Regions from separate parts of the Mus musculus genome. Here regions 2 and 3 are each linked to region 1. A link is a contact called in public capture Hi-C and promoter capture Hi-C data. All regions are on one chromosome and are shown on one strand. Each heading gives the region's core, a stretch centred on a gene start, on an enhancer-like site or on the middle of the called end of the contact. The rest is flanking DNA. Distances are from core to core; before and after follow the strand shown. Region 1 holds the start of Cftr (cystic fibrosis transmembrane conductance regulator). Region 2 has its middle 32 kb from the start of Lsm8. Region 3 holds the start of Lsm8 (LSM8 homolog, U6 small nuclear RNA associated).

Region 1 (3,810 bases), core at 746-3,245:
AGCGGCTCTGTGCTTCCGCCCGTCCCAGAAGCTGTCCGGTTCTCTGGTGCACCCTCTAACCTGTTCAGACTAATTTCCTAGGTCCCGCGGAGTCCCGGAACCCAGATGGCGACCGCTGCTGCTGAGGCTGAGGTCGCCTCCCAAGCCAGGCGGACACCTGTCCTCTGGTCCGGATGGTGGCCGGTTGTCTGCGGCCCGCCCAGGCTGCTGCCTCAGCGGCTCTGTGCTTCTGCCCGTCCCAGAAGCTGTCAGGTTCTCTGGCGCACCCTCTAACCTGTTCAGACTAATTTCCTAAGTTCTGCTGAGTCCCGGAACCAAGATGGCGACAGATTTTGGTTTTTCAAGACGTAGTTTCTTTGTGTTGCCATGGTTGTCCTGGAATTTGCTCTGTAGACCAGACTGGCCTCGAACTCAGAGATCTGCTTGCCTATGACTCCTGAGTGTTGAGTTCTGGGATTGAAAATGTGCGTCACCACTGCCGGGATAGAAAGAACGTTCAATTTTCAATAAAGAAAAAAAAAATTCAACTCTATTTTAACTTGCTTTGGCAAAACAGGGTTTAGATATTTAAGTGTTGACTCTTTACAACCCAGCAGGGTTTTGTGTTGGACACACATTTCTCACACCAAAAACCTTGGAAGGAAGGTGCACAGCTTGGGAAACTTCCAAAGCCTCCAGGGAGCTAAAGACTCAGGTTTTTCTCTCTGTGAGCTTGAGTGACTAGGACACTTTTGCTTCAGTGACTCAGAGGCCCTTTTAGTGTCTCAGTCAAGATATTTTGCTTAGCAGACTAGGGAAAGGAAAGGAGGGTCATTTAGTTTAGACTGTCCACCTGTTGTTTTTTAGCACACACACATGAAATACCACACTGCACACTGAGCAGGGCCCGGAGGTAAAGGGCCCTCTTTGCTCTCTTTGTCCTTGAGGACTTTGGCTGTAATTATGACACAGCAGGGCATTGTGACATATATGTACGACACACATGTACCTCATAAGGGAAAGTAGTAGCTTCCCTTTCCTTGGTAGGACCTTTGCTGTAATTATGACATATCAGGGAATTGTGACATATGTGTATGACACACATATACCTCATAGGTATTTGTGCCACTATGGCTACTCTAGAGCCTTCAGTCAACAGAGCTTAGGTCTTGTCCAGCTCTTGAAGGGCTTACTGAGGTGGACACCTCAGAGTACTGTGGAACTTGCTGCTTCCTGAGTGTTCTTTGATACAAAAGAGCCACATTTTCATCTCCTTTTCAAAATGGATCTTGAAAAGTTATCTGTAACTAAGCCAGGAGCTAAGGAGACAGGAGAAAGAGGGAGTGAAAGAGAAGAAAAACGAGGAGAGAGGAGTGAAAGGGAAAGAGGAAGGGGAAGAAAAGAGGAAGAAAGAGAGGAAAGAGGAGAGCGAAATGAAGGAGAAAGAGATGAAGGTGGAGGAGGAAGAGGAAGAGATGAAGAGGAAAGAGATGAAGGCAGGGGAGGAATGGGAAGAAAAGAGAGAGGAACAGACGGGGGAGAAAGAGATAAAGGAGAAAGAGGAGAAGAGGAAGGGGGAGAGGACGAGGGAGAGGGAAAGGGAGAAGGAAGAGAAAGGTTCCAGGAAGCCAAGGAGATCAGTGAGTGGTCTTTATTTCCACGAAAAAAGGGTTCTAAGTCCCGCAGATTGGCCACGGTTTACCCGGGCCCAGGGTCGGGCCCGCAGTCTGAGCCGGTGTTGCTGTGGCTGCCTGAAGGTAGGCACGCGGGGGGATCTGGAGGGCGGGCGCTAAGGCCGAGGGCCAGGGAAAAGGTGGCGCCGGCGGGCGGGCGGGCGGGCGCGGGGCGCGCTGGAGGAAGGAGCGCAAGGAGCGCGCGGGGCGGGCGCGGGCGCGGGGCGTGGAGAGCAGCGACTGTGAGGCTGGGCTAGGCAGCGCTGGCTTTAACCTGGGCGGCGGAGGCGTGGGGAAGAAGGCTGAGGAAGGGGAGGTGTGTGGGACCCGAGTGGGTGGGGGGAATTGGAAGCAAATGACATCACCTCAGGTCTGAGTAAAAGGGACGAGCCAAAAGCATTGACCTGGTCCTGGATATCCAGATGTCGAGTCCAACCTGAATTTAGCCGAACACAGACCTCATTGCCTCACGGAGACATCATGCAGAAGTCGCCTTTGGAGAAAGCCAGCTTTATCTCCAAACTCTTCTTCAGGTGAGAGGGTACTCAGCGGATCTTTGCACGGACACATGTGCCTATGCAGGAGAAGGGAATGAATATGGGCAGACTTTGGGAAAACAGGAAGAGATTTTTGTTGTGTTTGTTTTGTTTTAAAAGGTGTGTTGTCATTCAGTGCTTTAAAGGAAATAAGCATTTTTGTACAATAAAATGAAGCTGATTGAATAGAGAACAAAATATACTTGCAACTGTGAATCAGACTTGCAACAGCCAAATATGCTACGGAGCAATAGATATATATTTTTTTAATTTCCTGAAAAAAGTTATACTTCATAAGTGTACTTAATAGAACATTCCTAAGATTGGTCTGTTATTTTCTCCAAGAAAAGCTGACCGCAAGTGCAGTGCCTGTGTAATAGGTGCTCTGAAAACATTTGTTGACTGAATTTTTTTAAAAGTCCAGGAATTATATTGTATTTACTTTTTGCCGTTGTAATATTGAGTAAGTCTAACATGCTCATCACAGTTACATTATTCTTTTTAAAAATGAGCAAGTCAGTTAAAATATCTAACTTTAAAAAGAAATAATATAAGCAATGCATTAAAAAAGTGAGTTACCATGGGGATATGAAACTAGAGTTTTAGCCACTGAAGCTATATTCAATTGACAATTAGGACATTGTTCTCTTATCCTACATTGTCAAAAAACCAAACCCTCAATCTAATAGGATTTTTAAATTAGAATTTAAGTTGGAAGACCTAGGCAAGAATTAAGCGCTTTGTATTTGAAGTGCTCCGTGGAGCTTCGTCTGCTCTGATCCTGTAGTGTGAATGAATGAAAAGAGCAGCGCTCATGGGTCCTCAGCTGACTCACCCCCCCCCCCCCACACACACACCAATGAGTCAGCACACTGAAGTATCATAAGTGTCGAATATGTTCTCAACCTGCCCTATGCTGTGGGTAGGGGGCAAGGCTCAGCCTTAGTCTTCCTGATGTTCCTTTTTCAGCCGGTCTAGAGCTCAAGGCTGAGGAAAGACAAGTGCTTCTGCAGGAGAGCTCCCCCCGGTGGTTGGGAGAGAAGGAAGGGCTTTCTTCTTTAGAATGAATATTTGTGGTGCCTTTTGTTACTTCATCTATAAATCTAGCTTATCGGTCTGGATCTATTTTCTTATTACTTACAAAATCAGAATGTCACTTGACATACATGTGAGGCTTTTATGAAAGCCTATTGAGGAACCTAAATGTCAATGTGTCTGTAAAGGCAAGTTTTCAGGAGAATGAATATCTCTTGTGTGGTTTTCCCACTAAGTAGTAAGAAACTTCAAAATTTTTCACTTATCAAAGTGTTTCAAAAATTTCCCGTTTTTATAACCCACCTAATAAATTGTAGTGTGCTTTACAAATGTTCTTAGGCTGATTTGGAAAGGAAATGTATTATAATGGCTGTGAAATTTGTTAAGAACATACTCATTTCTGCCCTCCAAATGATTTCATAATCAGTTGCTTTAAGAATAGGTGTGTTTTTAAGAGTTTAGTTCCTACTATTTATAGGAACTGACATTTAGCTAAGTACTAGTCAGTGATTATAAACTTCCTTCTGGACTTTAATTTTCAAAGAGTAAAACCCTTTTCTCCACTGGACTAGGCAGTGCCGCCTAGT
Region 2 (3,510 bases), core at 895-3,394, 650 kb after region 1:
TGAAATGTATTTTTAAAGAGAGAGAATGAGAGGAGAGAAACAGAAAGGGGCAGGGGGATCGGTAAAGAGGCAGAATAGTAAATTCTATCTTGTCCCAACAATAGTATTACATCTATCCACAGATCAGTCTCTTCATTACAGATACCAAAAAAAGTTGAAACTCTAGTGGGGATCAAGATTGAAGAAGTCTATTTTGAGAGCTTAGTCATATCCAGGTAGCAAACTCACTGATGGAATGGTTCAACTGTAGTTCACCTCTGGAGACTTTGTTTCCCTAAAACAGGAGTCTAATTACATTTGACATTGAGTCCTACAACCAAAACTATATAGCAAAGGGCCCAGGAAACATGCTGGTACTACTTAAGGGTGGTTCAGTAGGCAGATGTGTCTTTCTAGAAGGTGGATCTCAGCAGAGGACCTGAGAGTTCCTTGGTAATGCATCTCTAGCTCTTTCAGCTGTGTTTCCTGTTTGCATTGCTTGTGACAGGGCACAGACAGAGCCTCACTCAGTTGAGTCATTGCAGCTAGCATGACAGACTTTACTCCACAACAGTTTATGAAAGGAGCTTTGTCTTAGCCCCTGCCTCTCTTTGCTCAAGCGTGAGAATTATATCAACTTGTGTGGGAAATAGCTGGAATACTCATCTGTCTATGCAACATCAAAGCTTGCCAGCTTTCACCCAAGAGAAGACCACATAAAGTCTCCGACCATCAAGGGTAAAACCAGGGAGCAATCCCAGTGGCTCAATGGAGTGTTGTCAGTCATACTCAACTTTGCCAAGAAGGCCCTGAGTGTCAGCTCTAGTCTTCGGAGGAAGTTGGGATGTACCATAGCTGAGCCCACATGCAGCACTACTCAGAATCTTGTGTACCAGTGCCATCTAATTATAAATGCTACCCTTTGATCTTACAGCAGGTCTATATAAGCCTTATTTCCATCGCTACTAATGTGTTCTAGGAGCAGTTCTATCAATTCAAGATACTTTTGAGAGAGCTTCACCTATGTGAGTTTTGAAGCTGGCTTGCCAACCTCTGTCCCCAACAGATCTTCAATCATACCTCAGTCTCAATACATGGCCCTCTTTTTGCAGACCAAATCCAGTTCTGAGAAGAGTAGTGCTCCAAGCAGGATGTTTCTCTGACACAAGTCTTAAGCATTATTACACAATTTGGGCATGGTCAACCATAAGAGTGGCACATCAATTAGTAGAGGTAAGGAAATCTGAAGAAATTCATTATCTGTTACACATATTAATTTTGAGATAGCTATAAATATTTAGCTCAAGACAATGAGGAGTATTTTTCCACTACTCTGGAATCAAGCTGAACATATAAACTTAGTAGACATAAACATATGGTGTTTAAAATTATGAAATTGGATATATCACTCAGGGACAATATAAATAGAAAGGACAGTTTTGGAGGGCAAAGCAAATGAGGTTAAGAAGGAGCAGCCAAGGGGGAGGGAGAGGAGGGGAAGGGAAAAGTGTGGCATCCACGTGGAAAATTTTAGAGAAAAAAATGTCATTGACTACGTCAAATGCCACTGATAGTCCACTAGTGAGACTTGAAAGCTTACTACTGGATTAAAAACAGATTGCATCGATGATCTGATGGTCTTAGTAAGAGTGATCTGTGGAACAGTGGCTATAAAATGCCAAATCCATTGAAAAGGTAGTGGAGAAAGTAAGACAATTAGTACAGGGAATTCTTTTGAGAGGTTTTACTTCAAAGAGCTGAAGCAGGATGAAGCAAAAGGAGTAAAACTTAAAAAGAAAAAAAAAAAACACGAGAGAAATAATAGCAGTTAGTGTGCTGAAGTTCTCCTCTAAATACTTTTGTTTTGTCAAGGAACAGGCAAAGAAGACAACTTGCTCTAAGAGTGATTTATGGCTGAAGGAGGTACGGATTAGAAAGCAGGTAGTTAAGAAAGTATGGAGCCAATCAGGTCAGACCCTTCGGATGAAGGGTATCAGCATCATTACACCTGAGTAACTACAGAAGGACAAAATGGTCATCAGGGCAGGAGACAGCAGACAGCAGTCATCATTGTCATCACTTTGAGCCGAATTCTCTTCAGCTGTGTGGGTGCAGGACCAGCAGGGAGTTGATTTAACTAGGTTGTATCTGACTAATCACAGAAGCAATCTCTACTCCCCACACCCTATTCACCCACTCATGGAAAAATCAGCTATCTCTTTCCTAGTATACAGGAAGGTGGAGATGTTGATGAATCTGACTTGGCTTTCCATAACTCCTGCAAAAGTTTTGTTGTGTGTTATTCCCTCTTCTCTTGGTTGTTCATTTTCATCATTACACAGTACTATTGTGCCCTGACTGCAATTTTCCAAGTAAACATAATGACAACCATGGATAGTGATATAATTAGCATCCTCACAATATCTTAACGATGTTAAGTATCATTATTGACACATTTATGTTTGGGACATTTAATATATACTGAATCTTTTCAACAATTTCTCTTTTAAAAGTTTAATTTTCAAATTTTTCTCTTTCCTATATGTGTGTGTCTGTATATGCCATCTAAGTGCGGTGTCCTTTGAGGCCATAAGAAAGCATTGGAATCCCTAGAGCTGGAGTTAAAGGAGGTTGAGAGTCACCCAGTGTGGGAGCCAGCAACCAAACGTGAGTCCTCTGATGTTGTGGTTTTAATGACAATGGTATCTCTTCCTGTATGCTAAGAAAGAGATAGCTGATTTTTCCATGAGTGGGTGAACAGGGCGTGGGGAGTAGAGATTGCTTTAATGAGACTGTTATGTTTGAATAATTGGAATAATCATCATCAGTTGCTGGAACTGTTTGGGAAGAATTGGAGGAGTGGTGCTGGTGGTGGGCATTCTCAGGTAGTGCTCTGTCTGTCTGTCCATCTGATGCTTGTGGATTAGGAGGTAAGCTCTCAGCTAATGTGCCAGTGCCATACCTACCTGCCTGCCTGCTGCCATGCTCCACACCATGGTGGGCATAAACTGGAGCCTGCTGGAATCATGAGCTCCAGCAAACATTTTCTTTTATAAGCTGCCTTGGCCTTGGTGTCTCTTCACAGCAACAGAGAAGTAGTTAGGACACCCAGAAGAGCAGCCTGTGCTCTTAACCTGCTGAACTGCCTCTCCAGCTCTGTTTCCCCACTTTAAAGGAATGAAAATAGAAGGTAAACCAAATTGCAAGCCCAATAAATGTGAAAGATGAACCCAACCTCATCTCTGTGTGCTATACAATGGTGCCCTACTTATTGCAACCTCCACTTCTCTCTCTCTCTCTCTCTCTCTCTCTCTCTCTCTCTCTCTCTCTCTCTCTCTCTCTCCCTCCCTCTCTCTCTCTCTCTCTCTCTCTCTCTCTCTCTCTCTCTCTCTCTCTCTCTCTCTGTGTGTGTGTCTTGGGTGGTAGAGGGTTCTTTATGTGATCTAGGCTGCTCCAAACTCTCAATCCTCCTGCATCAAGCTTTCAACTGCTGTGATTACAGGTGTTTACTACCATGCCCAGCTTTCTTGC
Region 3 (3,471 bases), core at 828-3,327, 680 kb after region 1:
GAGGACACACAAGTGAACAAGACACACAGACACACAGACATACAGACAGGGAGGGATCTCACTTTACCTCTGACGTACAGTGTCTGTGTCTCATGACAAAAACCACAAACAAAAACAAGATAGCAACAGAGAAAAAGAAGACACCAGTATCTCTAAGCACACTCGTCCACGCCTGGACTTGTACAACCAGCCAAGCCAAACGCTATTTCCTGACGGGGTCGGATTCCACATCGACTCCCTTCCTCCTGAAAAACAATTTGCCTGACGGCGGCGATTAGTGACAAGTCAAAAGCACCCTTAGGTGGCCAGCCTACTCCAAACGTTGGCCACTCGGAGGCGCAAAAGGTCTGCCACTGACCCTTTCTGACCTCCACCGACTGGTTGTGGGCTCTGACCCGCACCTCCTTCCAATGCTCCAGAGTCAGAGAAAGGGGAGTGAACACAGATTGTCCCATTTCTAGAAAAACAGTAGTCACAACAAGAGCGGACACGAGACTAAGACAAAAAAAAAGAAACCAGAAGAATCAGATGGCCTCTCCAAGGCCGGCCAATTGAGACCCTCTGCACGAGGTGGGACTCGAACCCACGATCCCGTGACCAGACGCGAGGTGGGACTCGAACCCACGGTCTCGCAACAAGGTGCGAGGTGGGACTCAAACCCACGATCTCGCAACAAAACACGAGGTGGGACTCGAACCCACGATCTCGCAACTGGGCACGAGGTGGGACTCGAACCCACGATCTCGCAACCCCAAATGGTCTCTTGGCCTTCAGAGGGGTCCACCAGGCGTCCCTGATCCTCCCCTGTTCCTCCTAGGACGTCTCCCAGGGTGAACGGACGGTGGACACCTGGACACGTCTATCCTTATCCACCCCGCACTCCCTCTCGGAGTGCGGTCTCACTGAGCATCCGCAAAACTGAAACTGCGATCGCACCAAACTTAGAAACAGAACACAGACATCAGAACACAGACATCAGACCAAAGCAGAACAAAGAATCTTACCTCTAAGTGGGTCTAGGACCTCTGGGTGGTCGCGCTGTTTCCCGGCCAATGCACCAAATGAAAGACCCTCGAAGGGAGACCCTCCCTCAGACACTTAAGTCCCGGGACAGCCGCGTACCCAAGAAGACACTGAGACCATACATAAAATGTAGAAGGTAAGATTTAATAAAGTAGCAACAACATGAAAGCACACAGACCAGAGCTCTGGGGTCGAAATAAAGCAGCAACAGAAAGCACACAGAGCTCTGGGGTCGAAACTCATACACCTTTGCACAGGGTAGAGGAGTCTCGACGGTCAGCCAAAATTTTTCACAGGCTTATATAGTAAAACTCAAAGGGGGAGAACTGGGCAGGGAAAGTACAAGTTTACATCACTAGGGAGTTCTGCCAAAGGAATCTATGTAACTAAGGAGTCATGTCCTATCAAGGAACCTACGTAACTAAGGAGTACCTGGTTCATTTTGAGGTTGTTCCAGGAAGCCTTTATCTCAAAAATGTTTTCTAGATGGGAGGGGGTGGGCTCCGAGGTAAAAAGTTCATGTTCTTACAAGAGGCCAGTAATTTTTCATTCTTCAACACTAACATTCTGTATACAGTTGGATTCTCCGAAAATGCACATCATGGAGCTACAATATGCTCCCTTTGTACTGGGCTATTTGGCTTTTTAAACTTTTCTGGCTCACGCGTGAGAAAGCTAGAACTCCCTCCACCCTGCATCTATGTCGCCTATGAGAACAAAGAATCTCTCTCCTTCAGTAGCCAATGCTACCATCTTCATGTCGTGTGTCTTCCGGCAGAAAGTGTCTTCCCACACTACCTTTAGTAACTACCACAGTGTCTTCCCGTCCGCTAGAGCCTCCTTCCAGGCTCTCCTTCCAGCCCACCTTCAGTGACCTCTCCATAAACTGCCTGTCCCCGCCTTGGTCTCGGCGTGCGAGCGCCGCCCAGAAGCCCGGCGGAAACACACTGCGCATGCCCACTAGTCAGCCCCGCCCGGCTTCCTGTTTGGCCGGCTCCTTTCCGTCCCTGATTCGTCGCCGCTGAGGCCTCAGAGTCTCGCGGTCTTTGCGTTCGCCAGCGGGCGCGAAGCTGTCCGGGTTTCTGTCGGGCGGTGTTTTGTCTCCTCGTTGCCGAGCCCTCGCAGATTCCCGGGACCTCCGGGCCCAGCAGCATGACGTCTGCTTTGGAGAACTACATCAACCGTATCCTCCGGCGGGCTGCTGCGACCGCTCAGGCGGCGGCGGGGGCGGGAGGGAGCACGGGAGGCCCGGAGTGGTGGGCGGTGGGCGGAGGACCCGGGGTCGGGGTTCGTGGAGGGAGCTCCCGGCCGGCCTCGGGGCTTTTTGCACCCACAGCACAGATCTCGGTGTAGTTCGAACTTCTCTGCACACGGCCTTTGATCGTGTGTCCCAACATCCGGAATAAGATGCACTGTTTTCCTAAGAACTCTGCGTTTGCAGGTCCCCCAAGCAGAGATAGCATACAACAGATAGATGCTTCTCAGATTTGGGCTTCAGGTCCCATACCTCTGCTTGAAATCTTGTCATGGTGTTTAGAGAGTGGCGAGTAGCTTTTAAAAGCCCGGTTGAATTTTTTAAGTTAGAATTGCTGTTCTAAAGTCGGGGCAAAACCTAAGACACATAGTTAAATACAGAGAGCTTTTAATGATACAAGAATTATTGGTACTTGATGGCATTAATTATGACAGAGTCTTGGATGAGAAGGTCCTTTACTTGCATAAAGTAATTCAACATTAATTAGCACTCACCTAGTTTTTATTTTAAAGCTTAAGAAATGAGTCTGCCTGACTCAGTGTCATAGGTTGGAAACACTGCTGTTTAAACCAGAGTCAAGCGGTCACATACCCTTCTCCCATGTGATGAACTGTTTTCGAGGTACAATTGAAACAAGTTTAAAAACTTCAGTTTTCTCCCTCAAGAGCAGTGGCAGTGTGGAATCTTGATTCTGTCTCTTCTTTCCTTTTTAAGTAATTGGAACTCTTTCCAGGCTGAAAGTTTTCAGGTTGTATTCTTTAAGAAATACGTTCCTTGACTCGGTTCTCAGGGACTGTGGCTGTTATTACTTCTGATGGCAGAATGATTGTGGTGAGTGACATTTCCGTTTTTCTCTTTCCTTAGGCTTATTGATTGCAAATTTGAGGTAACATTTCTGGCCTAGTGTTCAGGCACCACAGCACACCTAGTTCACTGCTCTTATGATTCACCCATTGATTCATCCATTTAACCTTAGTCTCTTGGCTACCTGTACAGATTCTCTAATCAACCTTGAAGGCCTCTGATCTGAAATGGAGAGCTGTGCAATAGCTGATTGGTTTTCTTCTTGTGTCTCTTCCTTATGCCATTAGAGACCTTAAACGATTTACATATTATGTGTATGCCCCAATAAATTGCTTATCGACGAGGTGATTTAATCTGAGAAGTGTGTCTTCAGTGATTTCATTGTTCTT

What was found. Promoter capture Hi-C pulls out the DNA fragments that hold promoters and counts their contacts. Capture Hi-C pulls out chosen DNA fragments and counts their contacts.
Region 2: a contact with region 1 is called in a promoter capture Hi-C map of hippocampal neurons, with 2.6 times the contacts expected there. The contact joins the enhancer-like site here to the promoter of Cftr in region 1. A contact is called at or near these places in 13 of 39 promoter capture datasets (the 3T3-L1 cell line, 3T3-L1-derived adipocytes, the C10 cell line and 8 more), 3 of 115 datasets of contacts at active chromatin or transcription factors (embryonic basal ganglia, pancreatic cancer cells and stem cell-derived neural progenitor cells) and 1 of 9 other capture datasets (embryonic stem cells).
Region 3: a contact with region 1 is called in a capture Hi-C map of embryonic stem cells, with 5 times the contacts expected there. The contact joins the promoter of Lsm8 here to the promoter of Cftr in region 1. A contact is called at or near these places in 6 of 39 promoter capture datasets (the 3T3-L1 cell line, cranial neural crest, maxillary cranial neural crest and 2 more), 1 of 115 datasets of contacts at active chromatin or transcription factors (forebrain) and 1 of 9 other capture datasets (embryonic stem cells).

Annotation. Positions count from the first base shown.
Region 1 is chr6:18,168,692-18,172,501 of GRCm38.p6, forward strand. It overlaps Cftr (cystic fibrosis transmembrane conductance regulator), which reads left to right and starts at 1,996. Exons shown (of 27, transcript NM_021050.2): 1 at 1,996-2,185. The coding sequence starts at 2,133. RefSeq lists promoters at 1,011-2,147, 1,914-2,147 and silencers at 1,277-1,647, 2,197-2,437.
Region 2 is chr6:18,815,212-18,818,721 of GRCm38.p6, forward strand. No RefSeq gene overlaps it. Among named protein-coding and RNA genes, the nearest start is that of Lsm8, 32 kb to the right of the region's middle. Within about 2 kb of position 2,145, at least 5 of the 459 cell types and tissues checked have an H3K27ac peak or open chromatin away from gene starts, as enhancers often do. A contact at or near this core is called in hippocampal neurons, where this site is marked.
Region 3 is chr6:18,846,558-18,850,028 of GRCm38.p6, forward strand. Lsm8 (LSM8 homolog, U6 small nuclear RNA associated) reads left to right here and starts at 2,078. Exons shown (of 4, transcript NM_133939.1): 1 at 2,078-2,206; 2 at 3,069-3,109. The coding sequence starts at 2,176.